Linked DNA regions of Mus musculus: region 1 is linked to region 2. The links are chromatin contacts, called in public promoter capture Hi-C maps. All regions are on one chromosome and are shown on one strand. The core of a region is the stretch at or near the end of the contact, and the rest is flanking DNA. Distances in the headings are between cores, read along the strand shown.

The links. Promoter capture Hi-C pulls out the DNA fragments that hold promoters and counts their contacts.
Region 1: a promoter capture Hi-C map of cranial neural crest shows a contact between it and region 2. The contact joins the promoter of Tax1bp1 here to the promoter of Snx10 in region 2.

The regions. Positions count from the first base shown.
Region 1 is chr6:52,711,661-52,715,405 of GRCm38.p6, forward strand. It overlaps Tax1bp1 (Tax1 (human T cell leukemia virus type I) binding protein 1), which reads left to right and starts at 2,069. Exons shown (of 18, transcript NM_025816.3): 1 at 2,069-2,195.
Region 2 is chr6:51,522,345-51,525,798 of GRCm38.p6, forward strand. It overlaps Snx10 (sorting nexin 10), which reads left to right and starts at 1,559. Exons shown (of 7, transcript NM_001127349.1): 1 at 1,559-1,690.

The sequences.
Region 1 (3,745 bases), core at 819-3,318, 1.2 Mb after region 2:
TGATCCTTTTGCTCTCTCTCCTCCAGAGTGTTGGGATTAGAGGCATGCACCACCATACCCTGTTTATTCTGGGCAATTCTAGACAATCACTATACCAACTGAGCTATACTCCCAGCCAGCCCCAGATCCCATTCTTTTAAATGGTAATCAAAGGCCTGCAATTTTGAATCCTGGTTTTACAAACTGCTAATTATGTGGAAGAAGTCCATTTTCAAGATTTAAGCCTGCTAATATCTGACCACTGATACTAGGTTGCAGGCTCTAATGCTATGGATTACTTAGATGTTTTCCTAAGACAGCCCAAGCCCCGCCCGCTTCTCTTCGTACAGCTTCGTTGTAAATTCCTGATTACAGTGTTCCTAATAAAGCCCAAGTCTAAAAGATAACAGAATGAGAGCGTAGGGACTCCGCAGGAAGACCCACAGCGTCAACTAACCTGGACCACTGGGACTTCCAGAGACTGAACCACCAACTGAAGAGTGAGCGTGGGACCAGACCTAGGCCCCCTGCATGTGTTTGTCAGACCTGCAGCTTGCTTGGTCTTCATACTGTCCCCCAACAACTGGAGTAGGGGCTGTCTCCAAATTTGTTGCCTGTCTGTGAATCCAGTTCCCCTAACTGGGCTGCCTTGTCTGGCCTCAGTGAGAGAGTAAGCGTCCAGTCCTATAGTGACTGATGTGTGTGTGTGTGGGGGGGTAAGGGGTGGTGGGATACCCAGGGGGGTTCCCCTTTCTCAGAGAAGAAGGAGAGGGGATGAGGGGTGGAGCTGCAGAGGGGACTGGGAGGAGATGTAATATTGGAATGTAAAGTGAATAAATCAATTAGTTAAAAAAGTAACAGGATGTCTTCACCCTGGAGCAGTAGAATGCCTTAACTCACAGCCAGCCATGAGAGCAATCATGGGGTCTTGAGTAATCTCAGTAAGGAGGTTCTGTATGAAGTTAAAAACTAAAACCCTGCCCTGCATTTTGGTAGCTGTGTCTCCTGACCAACAGAATGCCCCTTTGTGGTTAAATGCCCTGAGATGTCTGTCTGTTCATCTCTCTCTCACTCTCTCTTTCTCTCTCTCCAGGGCATTTTCCCCTATAGTTGCACTAAAATGAAGTGTCTGAAACGCAAAAGATCTCAATTTCATTATATTATTATAGACATTGTGGTTTTGTGACCTGCTTTCCCTTGTGGTTGTTTTCTAGAGCAGCACAGGAAGAAATACCTCAAAAGGAAGACTTGGTTGATCGTGATATGGAAGTGAAAATAATTTAAATTTCTAAAATTACTTTTGCCTTATATAGCTTACCTTTCTCTGTTAAATGTGCAGTTTGAATTGGAACTTCATGGAAGCAAGTGTATTTTATTCAAATCCATCATATCTTGTGTTGGAATATTACTTATCTCATGAATACACTACCGTCTTAATCATAAATATTTCTTTAAAACCCACAATGCCGAACTTAACTTTTGCTTCAACAGCCTATGTCTCTCAACAGTAATTTTTCCTTTTGGAGGACCAGAATGAAGAGATCCCTATTTAAACAAACAAACAAGCAAACACACAGACACCCAACTTAAAAAATTTCAATATATAAGAAACAAATGAATCAGCAAATATTAAGAACCTGTCTTATGGAGGCCAATGTGGACTTGAATTGTGTGGAAAATGAAAGAACTTGAAATTAGAGTTTTGTATATTATTGTTCTGTTTAATGTTATGCTTTCTTCGCTGGTGATACGGTAAATGTCATTAGTTTCATAGCAACACGGGAATATGATGGTTCAATTCGTGATAGCTATGACAGTTCTTGGGGCTTCTGTATATATTGAAACATGTATTAGCTTAGACTGATATTTAAGACCCAGGTCACCTGGCCTCTGAGCGATCCTTCCCATTTCGCTGGTAAGTCAGTTAATTTGTTTCAAACGGACTGTGTTTTGAGGTGACTACATCACTGACCAAAAGCCACAGAGGAAAAAGCTGTCAGGGAAACCACTAAAGGACTCTTTACAGCTAGCGAGTGGGGCGTGTCGCCGCAGAGCATGCGCAGCAGCAGAGGCGGAAGCGAGCCTCCCTGGGGCGGAAGTGACGCACCGCCGGCTCTCCGCTTAGAGAAGGTGTAGCCGGTCTACGCTGAGAGGCAGTGGTGGTGGCCGCGGAGGTTCGGGGCGCGGCGTAGCGTGCGGGGCGGAGGCCCTGACCGGTAAGGTTTGCGGACGGGCCGCGTGCTTTCGAGGTAACCGGCGCTCGCGCTCCGTCTCGGCCCTGGAACCCGGGCCTGGCGAGTTTTGGGAACGGTCTCCGTGGTGACGAAGCTCTCTTTCCCAAGGACGAGCTTCCCCCGGGCCGCGATTGTGACGTGTTTTGGGCTTGGGGTGACCGTAGAGTGGGAAGCGTGGCGGGAGCGGGCGTGCTAGGCCGCGGCTGGCCCCGGCTGGCCCCGGCGTCTAACAAGCCAGGGACGGGTGGCGGGCGCGCTAGGCCGCGGCGAGCCGGGGAGGACCCGTTGGGTTGTTTTGGTTTGAGTCTCCGCTGGAGGAAGAGGCGGGGACTCCCTGTGTCGCCTGGTTTGGCTGTTTACCTGGCTTGGCTTGATCTCCGGCTTCTCCTGGGCTGAGAGATTAGTTGAGTCTTGCTGTTTGGAAAGCAGCCCTCCCCCTCTGGTGCCCAAGAGAAGGCTTTAAGAAATCTTGGGGAGGATCGCTTCGCTCTGTGGTCGTCTGGACTTGATTTCACGACTCCGCCTCCCTCGCTCCACCCACTGCTGACTCTCCCCGGTGTTTTGGACCCGGCGGAAGGTGCAAGACGTGTTCTGGCTAGCGCTCATCGCCCGAAAACTGTACTGTTAGAACGTAGCTGGGGTGTTCGCTTGTATTTCCCTGTTGAGAAATATGAAGTACAATTTGTTCCTGAAAGTTTTGTTGGAAAACGTTGTGGCGTTTGACTATGATAGATTTCCGGCTTTATCGTTATGTTGGTATGTTAGACATTTTAATGCTAAGTATCTGCCAAGTATGCTGCTTTTTGCCAAGTGGTAAAAATTCATGATTAGGACACGAACAAATATAATTAAAATTTTAGTGTTCAATCCCAAAACATTCGAAAATGGTTATTTGAATAACATTCCTTAAAAGTGGGTTGATTAAGTGGGTTTGTGATCTCCAGGTTACCCTCTAGGTGTGGAGAAGAAGCTGAGGCCAAGGACTCGCCTCCATTCTATTCTTCTCAGGGGTAAATTGGATTTCTGTATGTCCCTTTCGAATGTTAGGCAAACGCCCTGAACTTATCTTAGATTTCTGCAAGAATATATTTGACTATGCTAGGAATGACTGGTTAACCTCCTCCCCCTCGTCTTTGTTATTTGTTAAATTTCAAATACAGTTGTATTGTATTATTTGTTTTCAAGTTATTACATTAGCTGCATACCATTTGCTCTTAGAATCACAGTCGTGTATGTGAAATGTATGTGAAATGTAACCATTGAGTACCTTTTCTAGGACAAAAATAACATCTTGGAATTATAAATTGTAACCTTTAAAGGATGCTGTTTTTAAAAAAATTTAGACTTATGCGTATGAGTGTTTTGCTTGCATTTTATGCCTGGTTATATCTGACTTAAGTCAGAAGAGGATGTCAGATCTCCTGGAACTAGAGTGATAGATGGTGTGAACCACCATGTAGGTGCTGTGAACCCAACTTAGGTCCTCTGTAAGAGCAGTAAGTGCTCTTAATTACTGAGTCAGCGCTCCATCC
Region 2 (3,454 bases), core at 309-2,808:
AACTGTGAGCTCAATAAACTCATCGTCTTTAAGGTGCCTTGGTCATTGTGTCTTATCACGGTGACAGAAAAGTAACTAAGACAGAAGTTGGTTCCTAATACAACCAAGCTTCAAACATGCTATGATCCTTCTGCCTCCAGCTCCTGAATGCTGAGATTGCACACGTGTTTCAGTCATTACCGTGCTAAATCCATAAATGTTGTAAATCTTAAATGCATTGTCAAACACTGGGCAGAGTGTGCACACCTTTAATCCCAGCACTTGGGAGGCAGAGGCAGGCGGATCTCTGTGAGTTCGAAACCATCCTGGTCTACATAGAGTTCCAGGACAGCTATATATATTAAGACCATGTCTTAAATAAACACAAAACCAAACAAACAAAAACAAAATATAACAAATTCTATTGTCCTCCAATACTGTATACTAACATATTGTAGTTTAAAACCAGCTATTGAGTACTTAAAGTATAAAGTAAATGACTATTCCATTAGGGTGAATTTTTGTAGACATTACTTGAACATAGGTTTGAAATGTGCCCAGATTGCTTAAAACAATACATTAAGATCCTAGGCTTAAGCTGTATAAATATCACATATTCAATTCTCAATCTCCAGGGCTAAATGCTCTCATAGTAAAGTTTTTGTACTTTTTTTTTTTTTGGTTTTTCAAGACAGGGTTTCTCTGTGTATTCTTGGCTGTCCTGGAACTCACTTTGTAGACCAGGCTGGCCTTAAACTCAAAAATCTGTGAGTTCCAAGACAGCCAGGGGTATAAGGAGAAACGCTGTCTCGAAAAACAAACAAACATACAAAAAGCAAAACAAACGATGGTTGCATGTATTATAGTTTGGGTGCAATTTTAGGTCATTAAATACCAATGATGCAAAAAAAAAAAAAAAAAAAAAACAATGATGCAGCACTCAGAGATACGAGTCTAAGATAAGACATTGCATTTTGGCAAGTTTTGTTCAGGAGGTCAGTGTAGCTATGGAATATAGTCATGGACAACTTTTCTAGGAGGATGCTGGATGGTCCAAGATTCGCTGAGTCTTTCTTTTTTGTCCTTAGATTTATTTATTTTATTTTATGACTGTTTTGGCTTCCTGGATGTATGTGCACCACGTGAGTGCTAGGGCAGAAGAGGGTGGTGACTGGAGTTAAAGGCAGTTGTGAGCTACTGTATGGATGCTGGGAGCCAGGTCCTTTGCAAGGGCAAAAAGTGCTCTCAGCCTTGAGCCATGCACACAGGTGGGTGAGAGCCAGCTCAGATGATCTATAGGAACCGGACATATCTTTGGCAGACTCTCATAGCTTTCTCCTCATCGTACATGAAAACACATTTTTTAAAAAGTTACGGAGATATTAAAAATATTGTTATAGCAAACAGTATATGCCCTCCATCGAGATCCTGCTAACATCTAGTCATGCTTGTTTGTTATTGGCTTCTCTCATCTTGATTCCTCACTGCTGGGTAGGGAGAAAGACCCGCTAGCTAGGTGGCCTTTCCTACGTTAAGGCTGGCAGTGGCGGGTGGGGGTGGGGGGCGGCGGCGGGCGCGCAGGGCGGGGCGGGGCGCTGCGTGCGCTGGACGCGGGGCTGCGCTCCTCGGGTTCGCTCTTAGGCGCTCGTCGCCGCCGCGCCTTGAGTCAGCAAACTCCGCCGTGCTCCGGGCCGGGCGTTCAGAACCGCGTGTGAGTAAACTGAGCCTTAGGGAGGGAGTCGGGTGGCGGGCGCCGCGCCTGCCCCGGCACCTGCTCAGCTCGGCTGGGGACGCCGGGGCTGCTGGAGCGAGCAGGTTCTCTCCCCGACCCCCACTTCTTTCCGAATACAAGGCCAGGCACCTTTGAGTTTAGAGGCTGGGAGGGCCAGGGGAGGTTTTTTTTTTTTTTTTTTCTCTTTCATGGGATTGTGGGATTGATGGAAAAGGCCGCGGAGGAAACCCACGCTGATGAGCTGATGATCGGGTTTGCTGAGATTGGGAAGCAACAGCCTGTTTTATCGGTTCTGGACACATCACACTCCTTTGCTAAAATTACAAGTATTGTTAAGGGGATGGTCACGGGATGTCTGCTTCCGCAAAGCACAGGCGCGTGGAGAGCGATGGATCAGAAATTGAGAACACTGATCTCAATTTTCGTGATCTCCATCAACCCTTTTAGTTTGCGACAGGGGAAACCAAGGTCTGCAAGGGTGGAGCAGCATGCACCCGGTGGGAGGGGTGTGTGAAAATCCCTCTCGTCCGGGGAGTGGGCTTGTGGGAGTGGCCGGAAGTGGGCTGGGGGTATTATGGAACTCCTTCAACCAGTGGCCAATCGGGGGGGGGGGGGGAGGGGGGCTTTTCTGGAGGAGGAGAAGGAGGAGGTTAAGTATCCTGGCAACAATCAAGCGTGACTTCGCTTGATTCCTGTCGCTAAGGCAAGGATACAACGGGACAGTCATTCGGGTTGCACCCAACCTCTCCGTGTCTTCCTCCCTTCTGATCCTGGGAATAGGCCCATGGTCTTGAGCATGTCATTAGCAAGCATTTTACCACTGCGCTGCACCCCAGCTCCCGTTTATTTTTAAAGGAGTGGTTGACTGACAGACTGTTTTGAATAGCGATATAAGTGTAGATATATTTAGAAGTGACTGTGTGGAGATGTTCAAGACCTCATTAGCAGTTTCCTCAAGTTATCCAGACCATCCATCCCGGGTTCTGTCAGTGCATTCTTAGCTACAGACACGGGCCTGACTGGCACTGCCCTAAAGAAGGTGTGCCCATGGTGGTGGTGGGGTGGGGTTGCAGCCTTCTGGCCTGCGTGCTTCTTTCTCCACTGCTCTGAACTGTTACCCACTTCCTTTACTTCACTGATGGGAAGACCTTCCGAGTTTGGGGTCTTGAAATAAGCGCCATCATGCTTTCTGTGTTAAAGTGTTTCCTTTGCCACACAGTCCTCATTTCTCTCTCTCTCTTAGTCCAGGCATGGCACTACTTTCATTTTTGAGTTAAGCAATTGGGGAACTAGTTTGTTTTTCCTCTTTTGGTATTGGGGCTGGGATGTAACAACCACCTGAGAATAGGGTCCAGCCTATAAAAGAAGGGCCTTGGCTGAAGTGATGGTGGCCAAGTGGAATGTCCCTTAGATTTTAGGGCTGTTATTTATCACCAAAGGACTTTTTTTTTTTTTTTTGAAATATAATAGGTATGAGTTAACATTTAAGCTCTCTATACCATGTTCCAGCTAGAAGCTATATAGGACATTGTGTTAGCCACAACTTCTGGTTTCAGACCCTTCTGAGTTGAATTCTTGGTGCCCTTGTTTGCTACTTAAGTCATTGCTGGCAGGTCAGGTCAGGCGTGATGGTGCATATCTGTAATCAGGACACTTGGGAGGTGGCAGCAAGAGGATCAGGGGTTTCAGGCCATCCTTATGAGTCCTTGTCTCAAAAATGACAAAACTCTGTCCTGGAGCTCA